2 separate regions of the Sminthopsis crassicaudata genome follow, and region 2 is linked to region 1. The links are chromatin contacts, called in public Hi-C maps. All regions are on one chromosome and are shown on one strand. The core of a region is the stretch at or near the end of the contact, and the rest is flanking DNA. Distances in the headings are between cores, read along the strand shown.

What was found. A called contact is a pair of places that touch in the nucleus more often than the background predicts.
Region 2: a Hi-C map of hippocampus shows a contact between it and region 1, with 3 times the contacts expected there. The contact joins the promoter of NR2C2AP here to the promoter of TM6SF2 in region 1. A contact is called at or near these places in 2 of 2 Hi-C or Micro-C datasets (fibroblasts and hippocampus).

The regions. Positions count from the first base shown.
Region 1 is chr1:62,291,007-62,295,394 of ASM4859323v1, reverse strand. It overlaps TM6SF2 (transmembrane 6 superfamily member 2), which reads right to left and starts at 1,793. Exons shown (of 10, transcript XM_074307020.1): 1 at 1,366-1,793. The coding sequence starts at 1,460.
Region 2 is chr1:62,441,818-62,446,205 of ASM4859323v1, reverse strand. NR2C2AP (nuclear receptor 2C2 associated protein) reads right to left here and starts at 1,893. Exons shown (of 5, transcript XM_074307226.1): 1 at 1,391-1,893; 2 at 1,211-1,301; 3 at 790-895; 4 at 612-679; 5 at 1-410. The coding sequence starts at 1,434. The coding sequence ends at 294. It also overlaps a transcript of RFXANK not described here.

The DNA of each region.
Region 1 (4,388 bases), core at 544-3,043:
TGAGGCAGAGTGAAATGACTTGCTCAGAGTCACACAGCTAGTGCTCGAGACCAGACTTGAAGTCAGGAAGATGAGTTTTCCAGATTTCACAGATTTTCTGTCTGCACTACCTAGTGCCCACAGATTCAGGACCTATTAGATGGCACAGAGAAAACCAGCATTGTCTTGGGAAGCAAAGGCCTCTGGTTCGAATTCTGACTCTGACAAGGACGACTTCTCTAGGTCTCAGTTTCCTCGTAAAATGAGAGGGTTGTATTAGATTGCCTTTGAGGTCTCTCCCACTTCTAAATTTATGAAGCAGTCAGTGAACAGAGCAGGAAACCGAAGGTCAGAGACAGAGTAGCTTTCCTAAGATCACACAGCGAGCTAATATCATAAAAAAGAATGGGATTATCCGCCTTCAGTCATTAAGGTGCCTCTCAAAAATCGATCCGGGGAACCTTCATTTAAAACACTACTACTAAAAATGGGAAATTGTGCCATGAGGAGGAAGGAAGAGGGCTGTGTCTCCAGGAGTCCAGAAAAACAACCCTTGTCAGGGAGTGAGAATGTCTGATGCTGTCAAAGCGGGAGTTAGCGGGCCTCCTTACTATAGAGGAGAAAGCTGACGCCGGAGGGTCGGTGATCTGGCCAAGGTCTCCCGCCCGTAATCTTGGAGAACGGTTACCCTATGCACGCGACTCTCACAAGGTATCTTTGCCAAGAACCTTGGCCCTTGAATATCAAATTTGCATTTAGTTAACCTACTCTGTTATTGTTCTCTACCGGGGAGTGTGATAAATCCAGCCTTTGATCACCCCTCGGATCCAAGAGGGCAGGGACTGTTGTCTCCTATGGAGACTAAAACAGGAACCAGGAAAACCAAAAGCAGCTCAGCGCTGGCAGCCAGTGGTTGTTGGCAGCTTTGGGAAGCAGCTTTCCTGGGACTTGGATTGTCCCTCCGACTGCAGCAGCTGGCCACCCGAGGCCACCCTCTGATAGGCATGACCAGTCTGGGCCGTCGGAAATCTGCCTCTCAAGCCCCATCAGCCTCAAAGGAGAAACTCCCAATCCAGTCAATTTAGCGAGGCTCTTTAGGAAAGAGAATGAATTTCCTGCCTCCCACGTACACTCCGAGGGGGGAGGTGACCACGGGGACAGCGGGTGGGAGAAAGCACCGGAGCCTGGTGGCCTGCACTTTAATAAAGGCCGATCTCCTAAACGATTAGGTCCCTTACTCCCTGGCACTGGTCTCCACCCCTCTTAAAAAAAAAAAAAAAAAAAAAAAAAAAAAAAATTAAGTTTCCTTAGTCGCAGTGAGTAAATCAGCGTTCTTCTTGGCCCTCCTCCCTCCCCTCCCCAGCCCCTGCCGTGCCCAGCACTCACTGGGAGAGCTCAGAGAGGTGGTTCAAAGTGTAGCACACAGGGAAGGCGGTGAGGGAGAAGGCGATGACCTTTCCGGACAGTGCGGGAAGCTCCATGGCTGAGGAGGGCTTGGGGGCTGGCGACGGCGGGGCGGAAGGCAGATGCCACCTGACCAGGTGCTGTCGGGTCCGATCCGATCCTCCTCCTCCAGGTGTTCGCCCGTCCTATCCACCGCCAGTTGCCTCGTTTCTTCGCCCCCCGCCTCCTGCCCACTCCGACCAGCCTTCCCACCTGGGCTCGCGTGGGTCGCCGGGTATGGCAAGGAATTGGCTCCTCCCCGGGCGGTCAACTTGGGAGCCTAAAGCTCCCGGCCCGAGGCCCGGATGCCACCCATGCAAAGGTCACTGGTGCTCATCTCTCCGGAGGTCCTCGATCCCTCCCTCGATGGTGATTTCGACATCTCCGCTGGCCTTTAAAGGGACTGTGACCTCTATCCTCTCACAGCCACACCCACCCTCCCAGTCACAGCCCCGGCCTCCCCCACCACACACAACACATGTCCCAGGGAAAGTCCCCGACTAACCGACCTGCCTCGAGTAATCTTGAGGACAGATCTGGGCCACGCAGCGCTCCCAGGCCAAATCACCAAAGAGGTTATTCACCTCACCTGGAAAAGAAAAAAACCTCCAGCAAAGGCAACGTACCCTACCGGAAAGAGCAATGGATCCGAGGATTTCTGGAATTAAACTAATTGATTCCTATAATTGCTTCTAGCTTTAAAGATCATGGTATCCCAAAATGTGGGAGCTCTAAGTATCTATTCTAACGCCCTAACATTTTACAAATGAAATTCATAGACATTGATCACCTCTGCCTTCTCTTATTTCCATCGAAAGAGCTGATGAAACATGATCCCTACACTCTTAATATCTTTTCTTTGCAAACCCATAAAAAAAGAGGAAAACATGAGATTCTGAGACCAAATCTTATTTCATCATTGTACTGCCCCCTGCCTCCTAAAACAGGCTCCACAAAGAGAAGGCAGGAAATTTCATTTCTAGCATCCTCCACAGCAGCTCGATAAGTAGGGGAGTAGGTTCTCTCTAAACTCCAGTAAAATTTTTCCAAGTACTGGGCTCCTACAAGCCCAAGTGGATTTTCCTAAAGGACAAAAAGGGAGTCAGTACCAGCTGATACATCCACTGTAGTTGATCAGAAGAAAACAAGCATTTCATCCTAAGATCTGCTAAACTGGAGGGCTCTTAAATCCACTTTTCCCTGGATGGTCATATTGTGCCTTCATTTCCTGATCAACAGCCTCAAAGTTCTCTTAGTCTGCGTTTTACAAATATTTGGCTTTAAAAGAACTAAGACTTGTCAGTTTTTGCCCCTTGAATAAAAATGAAGTATGGCTTGATGGAAAGAGCATTGAACTGGCAATAGGTGACTGAAGTTCTTACCCTGGTTCCCCTATCAATAGCCATCTTTAGGGTGGGGCAACCTGAACTTTGTCCAGAATGTTGAAATGCCCCCTTCTAGTGTTCACTCCCCACCCTGATCCTCTGATCAAGAGAGGGCAGATTCCAAGTTCCTGGCATCCACAGGTAAGAAACAATGCAGTGGAAAAGCTGAGATCTGGGCAATGCAGGAATGAATAGGACAAAGGTGAACTCCACTAAACTACTTTCCATCCACAAAGAGGGGATCCTTCAGGGGCCACAGTTGTCTGGCCAGAGGACCACCTTCCCTGGATCTCATTCCACCTGAGAAGATGGGTCACAATTCTTGGGACAGCCTCAAGGTCTTTCTAATCTAGAACATGAGAGGACTATATCATGGCAGCATATAGGTCCCTTCATAGTTAAGTCTCCTACATTAAGAATTGAAGGACTGCTAGAGATTTGTTAGAGGTTAAAATAAAGACATTGGGGTTTAGGTTTTGGTTAGTTTTTTTTTTTTTGTTTTTGCTGAAGGATTTGGGATCACACAGCTAAGTGTGAAGTGTTCTTGGGGCCACATTTGAACTCATCCTCCTGACATTAGAGCTGGTGCTCTATCTATCTACTGTGCCTTCTAGCTGCCCTTGGTTTTTTAAACCATTCAAGATGAAACTTGAAACTTATAGAAAAAATTCAACAATCACACTGCCACCACCCTAGTTCAGATACCCAGCATCTTACCTGGACACCTAGTGGATCTCTCTTGGCCTATTAGAATGTAGCCTGCCTAAGGGATGGGACTCTTGCTTGTTTGTGGCTAGCTCATAAGGTATTTAATGCTCTAGCTAGCTAGAGTCTCTCTTATGCAATCATCCTTTGCCAACGCCATCACTTCACTGGCAGGGAGTCACAGAATTTAGATCCTGCCTCTACTACTTAATCCTTGTTCGTCCAAAGTGTGGGGGAGGGGAAATCATTTGATCTCTTTAGAAATCTGCTTCATCTTTAAAATGAAGGGACTAGATTCAAACTTCAAGATCATTCTCAGTACTAAATCTATGATCTTCACATGCAGATCAATTTCCTTCACATTTAACACACCCCCCCTTCCTCTTCAGACTCCAACCTGTCTTTCCAAATTCACCCAATGTTCCCTACATGCCAAAATATACTGTCTTCCATCCCCACAATTTCATTCCACCCCTTTCCACACCTGTGTATTTATATAGATCTCCCCTCATCATGATGTAGAGAATATGAACCTTTCATGTTTGTTATTTGTTGATTCTTCTTTCCTTACAAAGTCCAGTTCAGATTCTGACTACTCCAGAAATCCTCCACCCCAAGCTGAATCACAGAAGATAAAATTTCCATGAGATTAATGCAAATCAAAACAATTTTGAAATTCTCTACCCCCAGTAAAAATGGGAATGGGCAACACCAGAGGGGCTATTTTATTTACATGTAGTTTCCCCCATTAGAATGAATTCTTTGAGGGTAGAATTTTCACCTTTATTTGATACTCTATAAATTTGTTACAGTGCCTAGTATGTTTAATCAATGCTTGACTAATATATATTGCTGGTATAACTATTAATTGGTCCA
Region 2 (4,388 bases), core at 644-3,143, 150 kb before region 1:
CTGCAGTGACCAGACTTCTCAAGTCCTTCAGAGCCGTCTCTTCGATGCTGTTAGTGTGTCAGCTGTTTTCCAATCACGCCTGGCTTCCTGGAAGGATTAAACTGAACCTCTGAGACTTCTTTCTGGGGTTCTCTCAGGTTCTTGGGGGGAGAAGAGGGGGTGGGAACCACTCTGGTCACCCAAATTATAACTCCTCCTACTTCCTGGCCACTGGGCCAGAGGCAGGTGTAGCTTCTGCTCTGTCCTTCCAGGGAGTCCTGCGGGTGAGGGGAGAAGCTGGGCTGCTGGGCCGCTCACAGCTTCTCCCCAAGGATCCGCAGGTGGTAGATGATGATCCGGCCAAAAAAGTCAGTGCTCTTCTCGAAAGTTACCTTGAGCTTGTCCAGTGTGACATCTGCCACGGGGAAGCTGTAACTCACGCGCTGTCAAGGTTAACAGGACTGAGCTGGGGGCCCCACTCGGAGCCCAGTCAGGACCCGGTCCCTGCCAGGGGCTTCCTCAGCTCCCACTGACCCCCGCCTTTTCTCCCAGCTCCCACGGAGGCCTCCAGCCCGGCCCAGTGCTGCCTAACCCGAGCTGGGCCAGCCCCCTCCCCCCAGCGGAGAGGATATCTGCAGGGAGTTGTTGTCCTGGGGGTAGAAATCCCCAATCTTCTCCAGGGACTCGCTCTTCCTGCCACCTGTTTTTAAAGAAGGGAAAGAGAAGGGCTCAGCAGCACAGAGTCTGCGCTGGAGCCCTACAGGAGGGGCCGGGCCAGACCACCCCCTCCTCCCCTTGACCCCTCCTCACCTTCCAAGCGGCCTTGGCGGCTCGCAAACCCCCCCTGGAACTGGATCTGCACCTGAGACACGCGGACGGACTGGGGGAATTCCAGCATCACCCACTGGGAGGTGCCCTGAGGTCAGACAGCCAAAGAAAACGGGGTCAGTCCCCGGAAAATGCCAGCGCCCACCCGGCGGGCAGGGGCTCGGACTGGCCTCCGGCTGCAGTGAAAGCCAGCCGCCCCCCGGGTTCCTGAGAGGTGCGCAGCGCCCCTCGGTGGACCTGCAAGGCCCTGTGGGAGTGCCCCGGGGCCGGTGTACGCGGCACGCAGAGGCGGCCTCAGCCTCCCACGGGGAGGGAGGGAGGCGGGCTGGCCCCTGAAACCTGCAGTGGGCTCTCCCGGGGCTCTTCCGGTCCCACCGCGGGGCCGCCCCCCCTCCCCCGTCACCTGGTCAGAATTCCAACACGTCTCATCCTGCCCGTCAAACAGATGCTTCTTTCCAAACTGCTTCGAGTCCCGCTGCAGCACGGAGCTCACCCTGCGGAGACACCGAGGGGGGGGGTGGCAGCGGCGCGGGGTGGGGGGGCAGCCGCGGCCCCGCGATCCCGGCCCGGGACCCGCCCTCACCTGCTCACGGTCTGGCTGCAGACCAAAGGCACCGAGGCGGCCATGGCCCGCCGGCGGGGCAGAGTCAGGCCACGTGGGCCAAGTCACGCGGTCGGCCTCAGCTTCCTCATCTGTAAAATGGGGCAGTGGGGGAGTCGCGATCCAAGGAGAGCGTGTCTGCAAGGTGCTTAGTAAATGTCCCCTTCCCACCCGGGCCCTCGGAGGGAGACGGCTCCAACCGCCAGCCTCGGACAGACGGGGAAGCTGAGCCCAGACACGGCGAATGGCCAGCCCAGAGACCCCGCCTCCTCCTCCGTGGCTCTCGTCACCCCCCGCGCTTCCCCGCTCCGGGGACCTCCCGCTTCTCTCGGCGCGCCCGGGCCCAGGGGGCCGGAAGAGAGTCCACAATTTTAAAAGGACTGAGGCGGGAGCGCCGGGCGCGATCACGTGGGGAGCGCCGGCGCCCCCTCCCTCTCGGATGCTGCACGTGGAGATCTAGTCCAGGCCGACGCGGAGGCCAACGGCGCGCAGGGCGCAGGCGCGGGGCGGGGCGGGGACCGGAGCGGCGGGGCGGGAAGTGCTTCCCGGTGCATCCTGGGGCCTGGGCGGAGCAGAGCGGGCCTGCCCCTCCTCAGACTTTAAAAGGCCCGGCCTGCCCGAGCCGCGGTCGGGAACGCTCCTCCCTGACCTCGCTTCTGGGCCCTTTGCCTAACACCTCCGGGGACACTACTGAGAGCCCAGGATTGGGCAGGAGCACTCTCCACCCCCGCCCCAGTGGCTCCCCGAGCCAAGCGCCTTCCCAGCCTGCCCCGCCCCTCCTCTTCCCTGTGGGGTGCTCCCGCACACCCCCTCCCCTCGAGCCCTGGCGTCCCTGCCCTTCTCTTTTTCCTGCATCCCTCGTCTCAGCTAAAACCGCACCTTCTACCGAGAAAGTGAAGTCTTTCCCAGGCCTCCTTAGTCTCAGCGCGTCCCCCGAGACCGCCCAGCTCGTCCTACCGCATCTCGCCCTGACGCACTGTTTCCCAGCTGCTTCTCGGGTAGAACGGGCCCTGGCGGGCAGGGCCCTCGCGCGGAACCTGACCAGAAGGGGCTGAATCAATGCGCGCTGACCCCTATCCCGGCCCGCCCAAGAGAAAGGCCCCTCTTCACACCACTCAGCTTAGCCAAAATGACAGGGAAACAGTTCCGAGGTCCGTGCCCGTATTCTCCCCGTTTTACGTATGAGAACACTGAGGCTGCGGGGTGACGAGAGTGCTCCCAGAGCTGGTGAGCCCGAGGCTGGACTCGGATTTAGGTGTCTCTGAGTCCCTCCGTGGCACCGCCTAGTCCGGCCACACGTTCTTAGAAAGAACCGGGGCGCAGCTTAAAAGAGACCTGAAAGAAGCAGACCAATGGAAATAGACATGAGCCTTGTACCTCCATAACTGACTTTCTAGCCAGCCCCATAGCAGCCCTTCTGAACCTCCTCAAGCCTCCCCTACTCCCAGTCCTGCTCCCAGCCCAGCACCTCTCGTCACAGGTTACTGAGAAAATAACGACTCGCTATTTGACCAAAATTCCTGGGAAAACAGCCCAGCAAAACTAGGCATAAACATGAGGGATGACGTCATGAGCAAATTAGGAGAGCACGGAAGAAACTGTCAAATTTTTGGATAGAGAAAGAGTTCATGATCAAGAAAGAGAGGTAAAATAATTCAATGAGAATCCCCTCAGATTTGAGGAATCACTAAACAAGACATGATACATGAATGTGATGGAATACTATTGTGTTGTAAGAAATGAAGTGAATGGTTTCAGAAAAAATGGGGAAGACCTACATGAAATGATGCACAATTGAGTAGAACCAACAAAACTATCTCAGCAAGGGTAAAGATCAATTGTGAAAGAATTTGCAACTCATCATTAAAATGAGCCACCACAACTCCTGATTTAAAATGTTATCTACCACATGTTGCGGCCGGAAACATTTTTTTTTTTATTTTATTTTTTCCAATGACATGCTAAGATAGTTTTCAACATTCATTTTTGTAAGAATTTGAGTTCCAAATTTTTTTTCTCCCTCCTGCCTCAAAATGACAAACAATCTGATATAGGTCATACATGCACAATCATATTAAACATTAGTAATGTTGTGAACAAAGAATCAAATCAAAAGGGAAAAACCATGAGAAAGGAAAAAAGTGAAAATAATATGTTTCAATCTTGAGGCATCTTCCCTTAATTTTTCTTGCTTTTTTTTCCCTTTCAATTTATGGCTAATATGGAGATTTTTAAATGACTGCATATGTATAATGGGTGTCATATTTCTTGCCTTCTCAATGTGTAGAGGAAAGGGTGAAGAGAGGGAGAAAATGTAGAATTGATAATAAAAAGAATTAAAAAAAAAAAAGAAAAAATAGAAGTGCAGCTAGGGGGCGCAGTGGATAGAGCACCAGCCCTTGATTCAGGAGGACCCGAGTTCAAATGTGGCCTCAGACACTTAGCACTTCCTAGCTGTGTGACCCTGGGCAAGTTGCTTAACCCCAATTGCCTCAACAACAACAACAACAACAACAACAACAACAACAACAAAGAAGGAAAAGAAAAGAAAAATTTTAATTACCCATGCATATGATTTATAAATAAAAAGCTTCAATAAAAAAGTAGAAGCCAGTCACGATGAGATCCTTCATCTTTCAGCCTCACCTTATTCTCTGCTCCTTTATTCCATCTCTGAGAGGTAACTCTCCTCCTCACCAAGGCAAACCCCACTTTGTGTGCCCTCCATGGCATCTAATTCAGTTCTCTCCAGGAGATTGCCCCTCCATACACCCACATATAATCATTCCTCTCTCTCTTAAATTTTCAATTCTTCCCTATCTACTGGATCTTTCCCTGCTGTCCACAAACATGCCCATCCTTAAAAAACCCTTCCATCTCCCTCCGTCTCTCCTTTCTTTCTCAGCCAAAACCTTTGGAAAAACTATCTACACTTGTCTCCATATCCCCTGCTCATATTCACTTCTCAACCTTTTGCAAT